3 separate regions of the Zea mays genome follow, and all the other regions are linked to region 1. A link is a contact called in public Hi-C data. All regions are on one chromosome and are shown on one strand. The core of a region is the stretch at or near the end of the contact, and the rest is flanking DNA. Distances in the headings are between cores, read along the strand shown. Region 1 holds the start of LOC100273227 (3'-5' exonuclease domain-containing protein / K homology domain-containing protein / KH domain-containing protein). Region 2 holds the start of LOC100281394. Region 3 holds the start of LOC103636016 (carbamoyl-phosphate synthase large chain, chloroplastic).

Region 1 (3,075 bases), core at 417-2,916:
CCTATACCAACTATCAAAACTTTTTCGTACACATGTTGCCGCTGCTGCTCATTGGTATAATGCATAGAGTGGCTGCCGTACATATGCTGAACTGAATGTGCCGTTCTTCATGCCCGCCTCTATTTTAGAGTATCCAGTTGTGGTCTTTTTCTTGCCCTATAGTTTACTCCAACTCGGTAGAGTATCGTGCAAAGTTGTGGATAGCCTAAGGCTGGCTCCAGCAATAAGCAATAGTCTCTAAAACCTCCTCTACTCTAAATATAGAAAACCATGCTCTCCAGCAACGTCCTCTAAATGGTCCTCTAAATTTAGAGGACGCTGCTAGATTCTATATATATAGAGTTTCTCTAAACGGGCCTCTATCTATTTGAATACTTTAAATAACCGGTTTAGCAAAACTAAAATATGTACAATACATTTGAGAGTATGAAAAATACATATGTAAAAAATAAAAAATAAAAATATCTCTAATATACGTATTTGTGTATAGATGACATGATTTAGAGTATGTTGTTGAAGAGAAAGGATATATAAAGGATGAAATCTTTTAAAGGAGACTGAGATAGATATAGAGGATAGATATAGAGGACGTTGCTGGAGACAACCTAAAACCTTCCTTTTGTCGAGCGGAATTTAAATGTGACGATCCAAATATTTTTTCTAGATTGTTATGACATTAGGAACGTAGTTATAAAGTCCTTCACATATCTTGGCCACCTTTTCCCGTCAACAGACATTATACATTTTGATGTATTTTCTATAAACTTTGCCAAAATTAAATAAGTTTAGTCAAAATGTTTTGTGAAAAGTTTTCAAAACACGCTGAGGCATCGATTATAATGTTTGAAACTTTTTTGGATGTTTGGAATATAGTTCTATTTTTTGAAAGCTTCTGCTCTAGGATTTTTTTTTTCAAAATTTTTAGAAATATAGAGATGTTTTCTATGTTTTAATAGTCTTATATCAAGTATTTACTAGATTTAACTAAAAATAAGAAAGAGACAAAACCGTTTTTAAAACTACTTGAAACTATGAAACTATAGCAGGAAGTAATTTGAATGGTCTTGTGAGTCAGATATCTGATTATGGAGTTCGAAAGAAAAAGTGAGTTTAGGCTAGCCGCAGTCACAAACGCCAAAACAAACGCTATGATCATGCAATTACATATGCAGTATGCTGTATGCAGTAGGTAAATGCTGCAGCCGTGTATGCAGAATTAGAGCGAGCACAAGAAACGTTATTCCCAGAGTTTACTAACCTTCTACTCGCCGTACAACATCAGTACAATAAACAGGAGGTAGTTGAGTAAGAAAAGAAAAAGAATAGGAAAAAATAATATTATACATATAGTAGTTGGTATATGATTAAGATATAGAGTCAATATAATAATATAGGGTAAAGAATTTTGCTATAAAAAAGAATATTTAGAATGGTACGAGTGTGGATAGCCTTACCACAGTAAATTGTTAGTTGAGGGAGTGCAATAGCATCAGGGCATCATCATCGCAGATTGGGCTGCCAGTGGAGTTCACGCAATAAATGAACAGGCCCAAGCCCAGCCGACAGCTGCTAGCGGTAACCGTCGCCTCACTTCCGCAGCACCGGCGCGGCGACTATTAGCTATAGCCGAGTAGGCGCAGCCGCGCACGGCGCACCCCTCGTGTTCCCTTTTCGTCCTTGTTCCTCAACGTCGCCGGTGCGCCCGCCTCCTGCCTCTCTCCCCCTGCGAGCGATCGTGAGGGGATCGGGATGGCCTCCCACCATTCCGAGCCCCTCGACCCCGCCGACGCTGACGACCCCTCAGGTGCGGCACTTACCTATGCCTCTCCCCTCTCTCTTCATCCTCCTGGTGGCTCGGCTCTCCCAGTGTTGCTCTACTCGCGGTGTAAATCGTGGCGCGTTAGGTCGCTGCGATCCCGCTGCCTGCTGCTCCGTTTCGCATATGACCGAGCGGCCCCTCCGTTTCGCTTGAAGCGCCCCACCGTTTCGCGCTCATAGTGCTGCGCCCGCGCGGCGCGAGCCCGTACATCTGTGCTCACGGTGCCGCATCGGCGTCCGCTGCTTTTAGGGTTCTGGGAGTTCGTTTAGTCCTTGTGTACTTGTGTTTTAGCTTCTACCTTGCTGTGTTTTGTTGGAGCGTTTTGTGTCATGGTATAATCTTAGGGTTTTTGGGCTCGTAATGTTGGTATGCAGATGCTTATTTGATCGCGCAGCTAGTAACTTCGTGCGGGTTGCTCTAGGGACTAGGTCTTTTTTGGGCGGGATTGCAGAATTACTTGGAGTGAATGCCCATAGTTCCAAGTGAAATACTTGTTCTCTTCAATCACCAATAGTTCTGTATTTTTATATGCAAATAATTTGTGAATATCATAGTGCCTGATCTTGTGATAATTACTTGCTGATAGGTGCTGGCTACTTCATCAGTACTCTTTTTAGCATTGATGAAGAATTAGTTGTGTAGCTGCATTGTGCCAGAAATTCTGGAACAAGTTCTTATGATTCCATTCCGATGCACTTTATCCATTTACTTAATAGTTTGGCAGTGAAATTGGCTGCATATCGCTACCTGTGTGTTTTGTTGGTAGGTTTTTTGCTTGCTAGGATCGGTTATCTTGCTCAGAACAGGGAACTGTTTTTGTCCATATAGTTTCCCCTTGATTGGGGTTGCTTCTACAGTTGTGCACCAATGAGCCAATTTTAATTGCTTTGTATTGATCACTTGATTTCTCTTGCAGATAACAACCCAGAATTACCATGCCCCTCCTATCATATCGTTACCAAACCTGGTCAACTCCCAGTCGAGTTTCTTGAACCCTCAGCTGCCCAGAAGTTGGTAATTGGATTTGACTGTGAAGGTGTTGATCTCTGCCGCAATGGTGCTCTCTGTATTATGCAGGTGAGCAAAAGTAACCTTAGCTGGCATGATGTTGTATTATAGGGTTTTGTTTTCATGATTGTGACATCACAAAAAACTTTATGCAGCAGCCATTCATTTTTCTTATAAGTGGAATAAAACATTACTTCATTACTTTCAGTGGTCTTCATTTTGTAACGAATTGTTTCTGCTAGAAATGC
Region 2 (3,075 bases), core at 302-2,801, 240 kb before region 1:
TCAGAATGCAATGGTTCATGTGGTAACGTGACAGCCACAGCAACAAACAGAAAATATAGTAATTTAAGCTTCAGTGATCTGTGAAGAATATTCTAATGAAACCCAGACCGAAAGAGATAAGGACAACTTATGTGCCGTCAACAGATAGATAGACAAAATCAGTATAACCGTGAAGTAACAAAATCTAAATCTAAAGAGACAAGAATGCCTTATGTGGACAGATAGTACCAAACTAACTTAATGAGAAGAACATAAGCAAATGGGAATGGCAGGGGTCAACTGTTCAACTCAAGGAGCACACGAAGCAGATAAGATCGTCCATATGTGGAAGCCTAAGGATAAGGAAGAGACTAATGTGGAGTCCCTCCCTTCCCTACGTACAGGTTACTCCATCAGGAAAGCAAATACTAAGCTCCGATTAAACTAGTACTGGGTAAAAGACTATACCGGCAATATCCAGTGGCAATCCATGTGAAGAAAGAGGAAGAGAAGACGAATCAAATTGGTATTCTAAGACAGATGGTGGGAGGTCAGGCAGGTATTCTACGAGGAGATGACACATGTATGCCCTGCGTCAAAGTTTAAATCTTTCGTTGTCTTCGCCAGCTCAAGCATTACGCATTAAGGACTAATTAAAAATCACAAAAGTCCAGGCAGTCCTTTTGCACGTTAACATCACACATGACACATCTGGCCAAAGCATAGCTCAACAAAACATGAAAATGTTTCGTGTGCGCCGTTGTATCGGAACATGCTTCTAGAGCATCCGCGAAACGAGTTTCACTTTCACATCCCACAGACGAATCGGCGGAACAGAGATCAAGCAATCGGGATTCGGGAAGATGGAAAAAAACTAAAAACGAAATTATTTACTGGACGCGGGAAATGCTGTTGATGGTATCAACTGTACCTCCCAGACCACCATGGCGTCCTGATTGACACCCTTCCTGCCCTGCATGGTGTAGAGCGACGCGGCTGCGGATGCGGATGCGCCGTTTCCCGCGATGCGGCCCGAGGGAGCGTCGGCGTGGCGGTCGTCGGCGGACCCCCCGCCACGGGGGCGGCGGCGGCGGATCGAGTGCACGGCCCGCCTGTGCTGCGCGGGCGGCGGGGCCGCGTTGACGCTCAGAGCCCCGAGGAGGCACTCGAGGAGCTCTACGCAACAGCCGCCGGAGCCGGCACGGGAGGCCTCCGCAGACGGCGGCGCCACGGCCTCAGCGAAGCGCGCGGCGACGGCGATCGCTAGTAGCTTCTGCTGTGCCTGCCCCGGGCCGCAGCCCGAGCGCCGGCGGCCACCAACGCCGCCGGCCCGCCTTCCCGCCGCAACGGCCACCATCGCCAGAAACTCGCAGGAGTGGCTGGCTCCTTGCAACCTGCTCCTGCGAGCGAGGTACTTGGAGACGCCGCGGCTCGGATCTTGGGAAAGGGGATGAGGTCGTCGGACAGAGAGGTATAGGTAGGTGGACGTGGCCGCGACGAGGCAAGCACAGCGCAGGGCGTGAAGGGCGCGAGCGCGCGACGCGGTCCTGGTCGTGGCAGGGGCGAATAAACGAGAGGGGCCACGGAACGAAAGGTTGAGAGCAGCTGTATAGTACAAACAAGGACGACGCGAGAGTGGCAGCAAGCAACAACCACAATACAAGCTCACTGTTTATACGCCGTGCTTTCAGACACTGTGTAGTGGACCTTCTCCATGTCGAATCGTAGAAAGCGGTGTGGGATGGGCAAGGACAAGGGAATCAATATAGAAGTCCGAGGCCGGTCCAATAATATTAACGATTCATTTAGATCATATGAATTAACAGTGGTTCGATCGCTAAGATTCCATTATAGATTTTGAAAAGGATTGAATTGGTTAGAAAGCGATGCAATTTTGATGTTTTCTGTTTGATTTGTAAGGAATTTGTTTGTACTAATTCAGAGGGTGACACAACACACAGAGGTTACACACCTGGCGGCATACACATCAGATGCGATGGTCGCATGCTGTGGTCAGGCTCGATGGTGGTTGGCCCAGCGCTTCCTAGGTTTGCAGCTCGGCATGATTGGCTGTCGTATACAATCGAATCCGAATGTTATATTTACTATTTTTGAACTTAAATTTGGACCACGAAACAGATGTCTAGATACCTTAGATTCGAGATTTTATTCAACTATTTATTCAAATTATATATTATCAAATTCAACTTATATGGATATAATTTTAACAATAAGGTCATGTTTGTTTTCTCTCCTAAATCCATTGGGATTGACACCAGAATAAATCCATTGCTAGTCAAAATCCTCTACAATCTACTTCAATACACCTAATCCACATGGTTTCTATATAAATCGAACAAGAACTAAGTGATTTCTTGGAGCGTATGCGGCAGCTCTGTCTACGACTACTAAAGTAGTACTATGGACGAGATGTCGAAGCCCCAATTCACAGGTGATAGGACCTTAGAGTCAACTAAAGAGGAATGTATAGTAGTTCCTAAAACTAATTGTGTTGGGTGACTAAAATAAATGTGTAACACACAAAATCCATCACATTAAAGCAACATAACCTAATTTAGTGGTTTTTGTTAGAACAATGTTTATGTTTTCAATTAATGAAAATGGGGCTATAAACAAAGTTAATAAATTTTTAGTAGATAAAGTTTTGCAAAGTGTTTGATGCATTCATTTTAGAGTATTTATTTTGTTTGAATTGATTTTCAAATTCAAATTATCGATTTAATTTGGTGTGGAAACTGTTTTTTATAAAATATAATAGTTGTTCAAAATAATTTCTTTGGAAAACATGTATTTTATTATGTTCTTAATATTCTGAATTTTATCTGATATATATATATATATATTTGATTTTATAAACTAAAAGGAAAGGGAAAAAGAAAATGCTCGCTCGGCTCGGCATTTTGTCCTAGCCTGCCTCCACACTTTCGGCGCAGTTGGCCCGTGCCACGCGCCCTCCATCTGCTACTGACAAATGAGGCCCACCTGTTAGGACCATCTCCTTGCTCATGCCCACGTTGTGTGTTGCGGCGCCGTGTCCCCGCACACACGGCTGCTTTCGTTCGCTCTCTGCATGCT
Region 3 (3,075 bases), core at 233-2,732, 190 kb before region 1:
GTAGTCCCTGAGCCTCTGGTACTCCTTGTCAGTGAGTGTCTGCGCAGGAGCCACGGTAATGGAGTCCCCCGTGTGCACTCCCATGGGATCGATGTTCTCGATGGAGCAGATGATGACGACATTGTCAGCCATGTCGCGCATGACCTCCAGCTCGTACTCCTTCCAGCCCAGGAGCGACTTCTCGACGAGCACCTGCTGAGTGTGCGACGCGGCGAGGCCGGCCCTGCAGATGTCCTCAAACTCGGCCTTGTTGTAAGCGATGCCACCGCCCGTGCCCCCGAGAGTGAAGGCCGGGCGCACAATGAGCGGTAGCTCCCCGATGTCCTCGGCGATGGCGAGGCACTCCTCAAGCGTGGTGCCGATGCCGGAGGGCGGCGTTTTGAGGCCGATGCGGTCCATGGCCTGCTTGAAGAGCTGCCTGTCCTCGGCGGCGCGGATGGCGGGGAGGGATGCCCCGATGAGGCGCACCCCGAGGCGGTCGAGCGCGCCCGAGTCCGCGAGCGAGACCGCGAGGTTGAGCGCGGTCTGGCCGCCCATGGTGGGGAGCAGCGCGTCGGGGCGCTCGGCGTCGATGATGCGCTCGACGAGCGGCGGCGTCATGGGCCCGATGTAGGTGCGGTGGGCGAGTCCCGGGTCGGTCATGATGGTTGCCGGGTTGGAGTTGACGAGCACCACCTCGTAGCCCTCCTCGGCAAGCGCTTTGCACGCCTGCGTGCCGGAGTAGTCGAACTCGCACGCCTGACCGATGACGATGGGCCCCGCGCCGAGGATCATGATCTTCTTGACGCCCGCGAGCCGCCCAGCCTTGGTCGGCGCGGCCGGGAAGCGGCGCACCGTGACGGCAGCGTCGCCATCAGTCGAGGCGGCGTTGGCGCGCACGGAGAGGGCGGCGGCGCGGCGGGGAGCCGGGCAGCGCGCGCAGGAGACGCGCGGGTGGAGGCCGAGGAGGCGGCCGTAGCGGCGGGCGTGGCAGTGTGAGGTGCGGAGCTGCGACGGGGTGGAGAGCGAGGTGGCCATGGCGGCGCGAGAGGGGCAGAGGAGGCGGCGGCAAGGGGAGTGTCTGGATGAGGAAGGTAGGGTTTTTAGTAGCCCGGCGGATTAGGGGATAACTCAGCGAGCGAGCACTAAAAAATTTGTTCCCAAAATGTTTTATCAGAACTGCTGTAAAAAATCTAAACCCACATCAGATCGCTAATAACTAATCTCAAAAAAAATTTGAAATAAATCACGTATCTTTGCAGTTGGCGTGAGAAATTGGAATTGTTTGGGATCAAAACCGTGAATTCTTTTCTTCTTTGTCCTCAATTTGGTTACCTCAAATAGCCTGTGTGTATGCTATGCGCAGCAAAAGTGTCCCAGACATTTGCAGTATTGATATCTTGTTGCCTCATGGAACAGCACAGTTGAGCGTGGCTCACTCTCTAGCAAAGCTGACGCTAGAAAAAAAAATATTCGCATGGGTAAAATTTGACGCGGGCAACAGGTCGACTGACGCGTGATAGGGAACTGGGGAGATCTCAGCTCACACAAATATACAGTAGGCAACGACCAATGTGATGCCTAAAAATTGGGTGAGCTGTTGCAACCAGAAAAAACTCGCTTTTTCCCTAAAATCACTTTTCCGGGTTCTTTTAGCAGTGTTGTTGGAGTTGCTATTAGAGCATCTCCAACAGCTTAGGTATATCATATCTAAATTTAGAGTTTAGATGACTGTGAAAAAAAATAGATAAGGACTAAATGGAAGGATCTATCCAACAAACTCTTTAAATATAGATGTTGACTGGTTCAAATCTCAACAAACCAATAAAATTTGGCCTCTGGACGTTGCTCGCGCAGCCTCTGGACGTTGCTCGCGGGAGCCGAAGCCCACGCCGCCATTGCAGGGCCATCGCAGGACACTATATTGTTTCCTTCCATTGTTGCAGCTGATTTCCGAAGCCGCCATCGCAGTCAAATCCGGCACCGACGTCACAGTCATTCCATCCGCCGCTGTCGCGAGCAACTCTAGCCGCCGCCGAGGCAGGCACAAGAACGCCTGGCCGCCGTCGTTGCAGGTACATCATGCCGCCTCCATTTGTTGAGCTAGTCTGCCAGGCAGCCAGGACATGTAAGCTGTAGCGCGTGACCTGTAAGTCTTCATGCTGAAAGGCACGACGTGGAAGCTGAAAGCCAGGCACAGATCAGGACGTCTACTGTCTTGGCTCGTATTTGCTCCAAAAATCTTAAGGCAAAGCTGCAAACGGGACATCACCGTCGTGGTTAGTTGTCGCCGCAACGGTATGGACTCAGATGAAGAATTCAATCATTTTGTAATGAACGAGGTGATTGATCCCTCCTCTTCGGATGATGACAATGATCTGTTTTTTGGAGCCGCTCACATAATCGTTGATGATTTGGTTAATCATCCGGGTCGAATTGGTTCTGTTGTGGGACATGACGTAGTAGATCGTGAAAGACTACTACACCATACGCTTCTTTACAAAGACTATTTCTCAGCTAATCCTACATTCAAATCAAAGACTTTTAGACGCAGGTTCGCATGCTTTATATATTTGTTTTCTAATCTTAATTTAATGTAAATGTAGTCTTGCTAATTTTTTAATTGTGTCGTGACATAGGTTTCGGATGAGGCATTTGTGGCAACACCATCCTGATTTATACAATATTACTTAGTGTTTTCTTTATTTTTAATATTCCATTAAATAAATTAGTTGTAAAGCATTGGCACACTGCAGTTTTTTTTGAAATAAATTATGGTTGAATGTCACAACTGTCTCGAATGTGTTGTTTAAATTATGGTTGAATATCACAATTGTCTCTGAGTTCAATGGGAGGTTAGTATATCATATGATTGTTTATCTGGTACCAACAACGATGTGTGCTTTTGTCGGCGTTTCGAGACCGGGGGGTCCCTGGGCCGACGAGTGAAATGTCGCCGCGTGCCCCAGCCCAGATGGGTCGGCGCGAGGCCGAGCGCGAAGGGGGGAAGTGAGGTGGCCGGAGACGGGCGTGAGAGAGGTGGAAATCCCGCGACCTTCGTGTTCGTCCCGCGCCCAGGTCGGGTGCGCTTGCAGT

What was found. A called contact is a pair of places that touch in the nucleus more often than the background predicts.
Region 2: a Hi-C map of bundle sheath shows a contact between it and region 1, with 2.0 times the contacts expected there. The contact joins the promoter of LOC100281394 here to the promoter of LOC100273227 in region 1. A contact is called at or near these places in 3 of 25 Hi-C or Micro-C datasets (bundle sheath, ear and leaf).
Region 3: a contact with region 1 is called in a Hi-C map of leaf, with 3 times the contacts expected there. The contact joins the promoter of LOC103636016 here to the promoter of LOC100273227 in region 1. A contact is called at or near these places in 12 of 25 Hi-C or Micro-C datasets (bundle sheath, ear, endosperm and 4 more) and 2 of 3 datasets of contacts at active chromatin or transcription factors (leaf and seedling).

The regions. Positions count from the first base shown.
Region 1 is chr8:141,968,480-141,971,554 of Zm-B73-REFERENCE-NAM-5.0, reverse strand. LOC100273227 (3'-5' exonuclease domain-containing protein / K homology domain-containing protein / KH domain-containing protein) reads left to right here and starts at 1,666. Exons shown (of 10, transcript NM_001147669.1): 1 at 1,666-1,804; 2 at 2,736-2,896. The coding sequence starts at 1,750.
Region 2 is chr8:142,210,667-142,213,741 of Zm-B73-REFERENCE-NAM-5.0, reverse strand. LOC100281394 reads right to left here and starts at 1,551. Exons shown (of 5, transcript NM_001367351.1): 1 at 911-1,551. The coding sequence starts at 1,336.
Region 3 is chr8:142,158,123-142,161,197 of Zm-B73-REFERENCE-NAM-5.0, reverse strand. LOC103636016 (carbamoyl-phosphate synthase large chain, chloroplastic) reads right to left here and starts at 1,482. Exons shown (of 3, transcript XM_008658380.4): 1 at 1-1,482. The coding sequence starts at 1,017.